Linked DNA regions of Mus musculus: regions 1 and 2 are each linked to region 3. The links are chromatin contacts, called in public Hi-C and HiChIP or PLAC-seq maps. All regions are on one chromosome and are shown on one strand. Each heading gives the region's core, a stretch centred on a gene start, on an enhancer-like site or on the middle of the called end of the contact. The rest is flanking DNA. Distances are from core to core; before and after follow the strand shown.

What was found. A called contact is a pair of places that touch in the nucleus more often than the background predicts. HiChIP or PLAC-seq counts read pairs in DNA pulled down with a chosen protein or histone mark.
Region 1: a Hi-C map of CD4 T cells shows a contact between it and region 3, with 2.2 times the contacts expected there. The contact joins the enhancer-like site here to the promoter of Dnajb4 in region 3.
Region 2: a contact with region 3 is called in an H3K4me3 HiChIP or PLAC-seq map of the 230-238 cell line, with 15 read pairs. The contact joins the promoter of Pigk here to the promoter of Dnajb4 in region 3. A contact is called at or near these places in 10 of 39 promoter capture datasets (the C10 cell line, the HPC-7 cell line, cranial neural crest and 5 more), 7 of 484 Hi-C or Micro-C datasets (CD4 T cells, CD8 T cells, centroblasts and 3 more), 5 of 115 datasets of contacts at active chromatin or transcription factors (the 230-238 cell line, bone marrow-derived macrophages, embryonic stem cells and 1 more) and 2 of 9 other capture datasets (adipose tissue and liver).

What each region holds. Positions count from the first base shown.
Region 1 is chr3:152,928,284-152,931,374 of GRCm38.p6, forward strand. All of the region lies in intron 2 of St6galnac5 (ST6 (alpha-N-acetyl-neuraminyl-2,3-beta-galactosyl-1,3)-N-acetylgalactosaminide alpha-2,6-sialyltransferase 5), which reads right to left. All of the region lies in intron 2 of Gm46830 (a long non-coding RNA gene), which reads left to right. Among named protein-coding and RNA genes, the nearest start is that of Gm46830, 30 kb to the left of the region's middle. Within about 2 kb of position 1,433, at least 82 of the 459 cell types and tissues checked have an H3K27ac peak or open chromatin away from gene starts, as enhancers often do.
Region 2 is chr3:152,712,561-152,715,670 of GRCm38.p6, forward strand. Pigk (phosphatidylinositol glycan anchor biosynthesis, class K) reads left to right here and starts at 1,540. Exons shown (of 11, transcript NM_025662.5): 1 at 1,540-1,667. The coding sequence starts at 1,575.
Region 3 is chr3:152,192,564-152,195,680 of GRCm38.p6, forward strand. It overlaps Dnajb4 (DnaJ heat shock protein family (Hsp40) member B4), which reads right to left and starts at 1,282. Exons shown (of 3, transcript NM_025926.5): 1 at 814-1,282. The coding sequence starts at 1,024.

The DNA.
Region 1 (3,091 bases), core at 183-2,682, 740 kb after region 3:
GCCAGCTCCTCACGCAACCATGTTTATTGCGTGCCCGCTGGCCTGGAGTGCAGAAGTAACTCCTATTAAATTAGCAATCAAGCAAAGCAAAGCTTGAGTCACAGAACAACCCAAAGCACAATGGGATGAACGTGGTGACGGCCAACTCCTTGAGTGCTGTGTATAGCTTTTAAATGTTACCTACAAATTTATAATGTCCCTGATTAGCTTGAAATGTCAAAATCGTAGCTGAAGACCCCACAGAGGATTTCTAAAGGGCGAGGTGCCTTTCCTTTCTTTCTTTTTCTTTTTGCTTTGCTTTCTTCTTTTCCCTCCTCTAGATTCGTCAGAACTAGCTAGCAAAAGCTCCCCGCTTAGCCTGCTAATGACTATCAGAAATATTCACAGTGTTCCCTGGGTTTCTTCTCTTCTCGCGTGGTCAGGCTTTAACATGCAGTCCTTAGTCTCAGCCTAATTACTCACATTTGAAGCGGGAACCTCACATCTGTCACAAAGCTCTTAGGCCACTTTTAGGAAGGCCTTGCTGTCAACAACAGGAAGTGGGAGGAGGGGTTGGGGGTGGACTCTCTTATCTCAGACAATATGTGGAATTGCACCTGACTGACAAAGCCACTGAAGAAGCTGGTGATAATATTATTACAGTAGCTACCATATGTCTTACATCAAATGCGGCTCTAGCTTTATCATTTTCACTGGGGCTCTCTAGAAGGAGATGGGAGAGAGCTGCCGCAGAGATCTGGCTCTCCACTGAAATGCAGGCTTCCTGCTCCTCTATAAAGGAAACAACTAAAACTCCATTTGCATCAAGAACCGAGAGCCCTAGGTTAATTACAGGTAAGGGTATGTTTACATTCCCCAGGGCTAGCTACTGACAGGTTTTATTTCTGAGGGAAAAAAAAAAATGCTGCTGCAGTTTGACTAAATCCACAGGTCTTTTTTTTTTTTTCCACTCTTAAAATTCTGTGTGGCCGAAAGGAACCCATCACTCAAAGATCTTTCAAAGGTAACCTGGAAAACCTTCATTTTCCAGAGTCTGAATGCAGTTAGAGAACCCAAAGTTCAGACCCGGAAGCCTAAACAAAAGAAGACATGGGAGGTCGATACCTTTGTGAGGCTCAAAAGAGGGCGGGTGGCCTCGGGGCATGATGATGGTGACATAATCGGCCAATTAAAACCTTGAGACAAAGTCTGAGCCATACAGGTGCAGAGCCCAGGATGCTGTGAGCTAAGACTAGTCAGCCGGACAATAGTATCAAAGAGCTAACTTCCCAGGTGGGTAACATGCTTGCTTTGAAAGGACCAGGACACGTGCTAGATCCCAGAACAGATGTAAAAAGTAGGGAGAGGCAATGTGCACTTGCAATCCAGCACACAGGGAGACGGAGACAGGCGGGTCGCTGGGGCTGACTAACAAACCTCTTCAAGGCCAGTGAGAGGACTTGTTACAAAGAAACAAACAAAAAGATGGGTGTTATCTGAGGTATGACTGCTAAGGTTGTCCTCTGATCGCCACATACACACACCACTTCCCACATCTGCAAGGCTTCTAGCTTCATCCCTTTCTTTTCTTTCTTCCTCCCTCTCTCCCTCTTCCCCTCCCTGCTGTGGATGGCTCTATGCTGCTTGCTCTCTCAGGACAGTAATGTACTCAGGTGGCTTCTTGTGAACCAATCCTCTAATGAATAAAGGAGCCAATCACTGGGCGAGTAGGCGGGACTTCCGGGTTGGACTGAAGAAGAGGGCAAAGCAGGAGAGAGTTAGGTCCTCTTTGGAACAGACTGCAGAGGGGTAAGGTGTAGCTGTTAGAGTTTCCCAGGCCATTGCCCACCAGCCAGCCAAGAGTTAGAGGCACAAGTGCGGGAGCATGATGGTTCTTCATTTTTTAATATTTCCCACAGCACCGCCCTCCCTCTTTTCCTCTCCCTCTTCCTCCCCTCCCTCTCTCCCTCTTTTCCTCCCCCTCTTCCTCCTCTGTCCTTCCTTTTCGCCTAGTACCAGAGGGAATGATGGATCAGCCAAGCTAACCTTAGCAACTGTCAGGGCCGTAGCTCCTCTGTAGGTTGTTAAGTTACTTCTTTAGGTTTAGATTCAGTTTTCCAAAGCCACGAACCACAGATACGATGCCACAGGCTTTCTTGCCCAGCCAGCCATGAGCTATTTAGCTGTCACTTTGTACCTGCAAGTCCCCAGGGACTCTAGATTTAGCAGTGGGAGCCAGTCTGTCTCTTGCCAGTCTCTGACCACCATCTCTGTCTCTCCTGGTGCTCACTTCTTTGCCTTTAGCACTCCTAGCCACTGACAGACATTCTCACATTGACCTGTTTGTGTAGTGATTCATGTTTGCTTCCTCACCCCCCCCCTCCCACACACACACCTGTGCACAAGCACAGCTTCGTTCTGAAGTGGCCATTCTTGTCTAGAGTGGATGAACCAAGTATCTAATCACTGAGGCAAACGGTAGCTTGTGATCTCAGGAGGCCTGGGCACTGGCTATGGATGCAGCCACTGTCAGAACACTGGCTTCACACAGATGGCCTAGACATGGGGAGTGTTTTTAATGCAGGCCATTTCTCTGGAGAAGAAATAAGACAGAAAATAATGCCAAGTTCGCCACAGGCACCTGAAGAAAAACTATTTGTCTTTGAAGGGTGTGAGGCAGAAACCATATCCAGCAAAACCTTTGTCAGATAAAACTGAAAGATAAGGTCTGCCCCCCACCCCCTTTGTTTTAATTTGTAGATAGAAACACTGGGAATTAAAAGACATTCTACTGAGAAGGTAGGTACTCTATCCTACGTAAGGAGTATCTATTCCAACGATGAGTAGTGGTATATACCTATAATCTCAGACCTTGGGAGACAAAGGCAGGGGTTTTTGGAAAAGCCAGGTCCACACGGAATTCTACATCAGCCAGCACTGAATAGGAAGACCTAATCATAAACAAACAAATAAATCTTTTGTAAGCAGAGCCCCCACCCTGTTCCATCTGAAGACTACAGTTTCCCCTTATTGTGATTACTCTAAATCAAGACATCTCAAGACCCTAGGTTTTGTTTTTGTTTGCTTGGTTTTTGTTTTGTTTTGTTTTGGC
Region 2 (3,110 bases), core at 290-2,789, 520 kb after region 3:
AAATACAGAGGTGGGTGTTTGCAGCCAACCATTGGACTCATCATGGGGACCCCAATGGAGGAGTTAGAGAAAGGACTGAAGGAGCTGAAGGGGTTTGCAACCTGTAGGAAGAACAACAATATCAACCAACCAGACCCCCCAAAGCTCCCAGGGACTAAACCACCAATCAAAGAGTGCACATGGAGCGACCCATGGCTCCAGCTGCATATGCAGCAGAGGATAATTTTGTTGGGCATCAGTGGGAGACGAGGCCCTTGGTCCTGTGAAGGCTAGATGACTCAGTGTAGGGAAATGCTGTCAGTGTAGGTCAGTCTGTTGTAGTAGAAGCAGTGGGAGGGGTGATGGGATAGAGGGTTTCCAGAGGGGAAACATGGAAAGAGGATAACATTAAAAATGTAAATAAAATATCCAATTAAAAAAAAAGGGCTTTTGTGGGGAGTGAAGAGATAGCTCAGTGGTTAAGAGTACTGGCTGCTCTTGCAAAGGTCCTGGGTTTAGTTTTCAGAACCCACGTGGTGATTTAACAACCATCTCTGGTTCCAGAGGATCTGATGTCCACTTCTGACCTCTGCAGGCAATGCACACACATTGTGCTTAGGCATATATGTAGGAAAAATATCCATACACGTTACATAAAATCCAAAAACTAAAGTTGTTTTGTGTGTGTGTGTGTGTGAAACAAAAAGGACACAAAACACTTTCAAGCAAAACTGGCCATGGTAGCACGTGCTTTTAATGTCAGCACGTGGGAGACAGTGGTAGGCAGGTCTCTCTGTGAGTTCAAGGTAGCTTTAGGTCAGGCAGGGCTTCATAATGAGACCTTGTCTCAAAAAAAATTAAAAGAAATATTCAAAGAATAATTAAAATGGATGAGTAATAGTGTTACAACAAAAATTTTTTTCAAAATTAGAAAACAGAATGACCAGAAATACTGTATATTTTTTCCCTTCTGTATGGTGTCTGTGTGTACGTGTGTGTACGTGTGTGTACGTGTGTGTGTGTGTGTGTGTGTGTGTTTACAGGCCCACTTATGGAAGCCAGAAGCAGGTGTTGGGTGCCACCTCTTTCTGACTTGATCTCTTGAAGCAACATCCTTCACTGAACCCATTTTTTTTCCCCTGTAGGTTGGCAGTCATTAAACCCCAGTGATCATATTTCCATTTTGTCGTCCTTTAAGATTTAGAAATCTTGGACCACATAGCCAACTAACTGATAGCACCACACCAAAGGGAAACATCAAATATTGTGGATCCCCAAATTATCTTTTTAAAATTTCCTCCTTAAATATTGTGTCTATTTTACAAAACAAACCTAGAAACATAGCTGAGTAAGTAATTCTCCAATTAGGTTGCCCCGGCCACTCCAGAACCTGAATGGAGGAAGGTGTATGCGGTGGCAAACAAAACAAAACAACAAAATGAAGCAACAAAACAAAACAAAAACTAAAACAACTCAAGGCCACTACCATGGGAAGAACAAACCAAACCACACCCCCCCGTGCACGGCAGCGGCAGCGCTGCTTTACGGCACTCGCCCCGCCCCTTTGCTCTTCGGGGCGTGAGAAGCCGGCAAACATGGCGGCCCCCTGCTTCCTCACTCTGCGGGTGGCTACCCTGGCCGCCTTGGCGCTCTTGTCTCTCGGCAGCTCTGCCGCTGGACACATCGAGGTAGGCATCGGTGTCTGTTGAGGACCGACCCCAGGGAGGACCGTGTGACTGTGAGCGCCTCAGGTGCAGGACGCACGGCCCCTGAGGGCAGCCGCCTGCAGCGTCTTCCCTCCCCGGGCTGTGTTGTGGGATTCAGGACCGTCCGTCCTGAGGACAGGGACCGGACACAGCCTTTTAGAACGCCCTGTTAAGAGTGCGAAGCCAGCGGTGACGAGGGAGGAGGACCCGGTCCTCTGCTCCTGTGACAGGCAGGGCACGCGTGGGGACTGTCATGGCTTTGGTGTTTTGCTCCTCCGCCCTGACCTCCTCCTCCCTGAGGCTGCAGGACGTCTGGTTTCTTTACGATGCTGTTACCAGCGATTTCCCCAGCGACGCGACTTGGATTTCTAGCATTATTTTTTAGACCTGCTTGCCCGGGCGTCAGCACACACTGTAAAAACACCTCGTCCAAGTTTATCACCGAGGCTGCCCTAGTCTCCTAACTCAGCAGGGGCAGTTCTGGTTTAGTCTGTTCTCTGAGCTGAGGACGGAGTAACTTTTCAAATGCTGACCTGATCATGTCACTCAGGACCCCTTCTTGAAATCTCTTACACCTTCTTTAAATGTCTAGCTTTGTTAAGCTTTCAGTTTCACAAACCACTGGGACCCTTTTGCCATTGGCCCAATTTTTTTTTTTTTGGTCTGGAATTGTCTTTTCATCTTTTGGGTATTCGCCCAAAATGTCACTTCTGTAGGGAAACCTTCCCTTACAAAGTCATGTTCCCCTGTTACAATTACAGACCACATTTGGTGTCTTTATATATTGTGTGGTGAGTTCTTTGCTAACGTGTGTCTATTTAACTGGACAGTAATCTCTGATGAAGGCACGCACTGTGATCTGCTGTCATCCCCGACAGGATAGATGTCTAAGCATACAGTGAATCCGTAATTGTACATTGTAGTGCAGTGCATTTACATGTCCACCTGTATTAAACTCTGATGTGCTTGAGAGAAGATTGCATGCCTTTTGGTGATTTTCCTATCACCGTATTCCGTGGTGCTTGGCACGTAGAAGGTGCTCCGTTAACTAAATGTTGACTGATTAACGTTACATTGCTGCTACAGAGTTCTCAGTAAAGTTTCAATGGAGCAACAAGTTTGAGCCTAGAAAGGACGCTAGAGATTATTTAGGTCAAATCTCATTTTCTTTTGGAGAAATTCAAGCTTAAAGTGCAAACTGACTTGCCCCAGTGTCATGTACCGCTCAATTTTAGCTCAGGCCTTCCCATGCCTAAACCAGGGGTTATCCACAGTAGCACCCTGCTTGCTGCTTTGTTCAGTGTCTGGGCAGCTGTTAGAATGGTTTTGGGGGCTGAGGGTGGTTGTAGCAGTGGGTCTATTCTCACACTTGCCTGGAACTTTTTGTCTCTGAAACTTTCCTGCTAGCCACACAGCTGAAATCTC
Region 3 (3,117 bases), core at 32-2,531:
TTCAGCCACATAGTAAAATTTCCAAAAGAAATAGTTAACTAAAACAAACTCAGTCATTGTTCCAACTAGGTGGCCATTTTGGGTTAGAGAAGGAGAGGGAGGGCGGGAGGGCGGGGGGGGGGGGGGAGGAAGAGAGGGAGGGAGAAAGAGAGAGAGAGAGAGAGAGAGATCTTGTTCTCCTGGCACAATATTAACTGTTTATAATTAAGCTAAAAACTTGTTCTGGTATTTTATGACATCAGGGAAATTCTTTCCTCTCTAGGCAGATTGCCAAAAACAACTAGAAGCTAAATGCCTGTGCCTTCTGCTTCTACGACACACCACTCCGTCTTGTTCAGTTTCAACTAGCGTCGCTCTAAAAGGACAAAAAACTTCTTGTTTTTCTAAATAAAACATAAATGGCCCAGAATTTGAATTGCCGATCTTAAAATTTTAAGTGACTGAAGATTCTATTAATTCTGGCAATAAAATCATTAAAAACAAAACAGGTTGCATAAGACTTTTAAACAATTCATTCACAGGCATGAGAATTTAAGGTTTCTTTTAAAATATAAAATGCTAAAACAATAAGTCTAACAGGAGAATATGAATAATACAATATTCTAAGAAAAAAACCCACAAAGACAAACATGACATTTCATTCATAGCTCATTCAAATAATCAAGGATTAAACCTTAGTTTTAACCTGTTATTTTTCTTTTTATTTTAGTATGTCTGATGTTCTCATGTAACGATAACCAGAAGGCTGAGAGAGAGAGAAAAAAAAAAGCTACGATTCAGACACTGCCAAAGGTACAGAAATATGCAGCTTACCTTCTTCGCCAAACTGATCATATATTTCTCTCTTTTTAGGATCACTCAGTACTTCATACGCTTCTGCGACCTCTTTAAATTTTTCCTCTGCTTGAGGAGATTTGTTCTTGTCCGGGTGAAATTTGAGGGCTTGCTTTCGGTAAGCCTTTTTAACATCTTCATCTGTAGCTCCTTTGTCAATTCCCAAAATGTGATAATAGTCTTTCCCCATTTCGAATGCCTTGAAATGAACTTAGATTTCCCTTTGTAAAAGAAAACAGCGTCCCCAGGCTTAGCAACACAATGATCCTGAGAAAATAAAGCAAGCTGGGTATCTTACAAGTTAAAGCAAATCAGCAACTCGGCTCAGCTGTCCAGAGGCAGCAGGCAGCGTCTCTATTTAATTCCTCCCCGGCAGCTCACTTACAGATAAATAGACACCGCACGGAGACGGCCTCAGCTAGACCCTCCCACTTCAACTACGTGTCTCTGTACTTTCTAGAACAGCGAACGAACGAACGCTACAGGACGTCACTTTCCCAGCGGCCTCTAGGCAAAGTACTGAGCTGTGCCTCTCCTCCTCCACGATTAACTATTCCCTTTCCTTCGTCCTAGCTGTACCCTTTTATTTCCTGTGGATTTAGCAAACCAGCACAGAATGCCGCAACTACATATACATTTACTCCATTAGAGGTAAAAAGGCAACAGAAATAATTATAGCCATTAGGCATCCCATGTTAAACTGATTATACAGTCAGAAAAGCCCTCAACTTACAGTAGGTATTCTAACTTCAATTTCAAGTTACCTAGCTATAAAATGTGCAGAACTAAAATATGAGGTGTTTACATTTAAAATCTTCAAATAATTTGGGTCATTTTCAAAATTTCTGGGGTCTATCGATCTGAAAAGTGAGGGAGCCACTATATAAAATGTCACATGGTAAAAGGACTGTTATAACATTGAAAAGCAGTATTTTAACATAAATAGGTGACTTAAGAATGGTTTTAACTAGGGGTTCTTTTTTTTGGAGGGGGGATAATACTTAATAAACCATTCCTTATCACAATGAAACGGAAAAGCCCATTCTGAGGGGGTCTTTATACTGCAGGGAATGTAGGGGAGAGAGGATCAGATTCCAGCACGCTCAGGTCAGTGTAACTGTCACCCGGGACCAGTTTACGGCCTGGATGGATTAGTTAGGAGAGGCAGTTAGGTAACAAGTTCCTTCAAAACACATTTCCCCTAATTTTAAGTATTTACTTGTTGACAAAGATTTTTTTGAAACAAGTGGGGGGGGGTTTTCTCCCTATCTTTTTAGTATTCCCTTGTAATATTAGTATATTTCATACCTTTAAAAAACATTTGTTGCGATTTGTTGTAATTTTTTAAATCAACAGTTTTAATCATTTTACATTTATATGTTATCTGATGCTTTCCTTCTTTAAAAATGTATCTTGAATAGATGAGAAATATTTTGAATGTAAATAACTCATCTTTTATCTCTTTTGTGGGTTTTCAATCTGTACCAGCTGGCTTTGTGTGTCAACTTGACACAAGCTGGAGTTATCACAGAGAAAGGATCAGGATCAAACATTTCTTTTTCACATTCCATGTCCCAAAGACCATGGGGAAGTTAACATCAGCAGTCATCATGAGAGTGCGACTCTGAAAGTGCATATGCCATCACACTCACCTATAAATATCTACCTGCTAATACAGGTGTAGGGGGTAGACTTGAGAGAGACTATGAAGAGAAGAGAAACTACAATTAGTAAATTAACTGCATTTAAAAATTGAATTCTTCTATTAACATGAAGCTCGAATTCTCCTTGTTTTATTACAAGTATCTAGCCTGCTGTATCATGCAATAATTCAGGACTCAGAAAAGCATAAATTTATTTTTATGTATATCAAAAAGCTTAAATGTGATTATTTTATCAATGTTAACAGCAACAAAGTTTTTGTGCATAATAGTATGTTGAAGTCAAATGCTACTCTATTTTAATGACAGGTGGATGGGCCAGAGGTAATTAAAACTCTGAAAGTCACTGATTTTGCTCCTAGCACTTTACTCAATGTTCTTACTCGGGATGCTATGCTTTAATAACCGTACAAGAGTGGTCTGTACAGAAGACAGCACTTACACCCCATACCTACAAGTAGAACACATCGTCCAACTGACACCATCTTTCTCTAACTTGATTTTCATTTCTACTTAACAAAAAACTCTTAGCTGTTGTGATGGTTCACACTGGAATCCCAGCACTCAAGGACTGAGGTAGATGAAGGCCAGTGTAAGGCACACAGTGAGCTCAGGGCCAGCT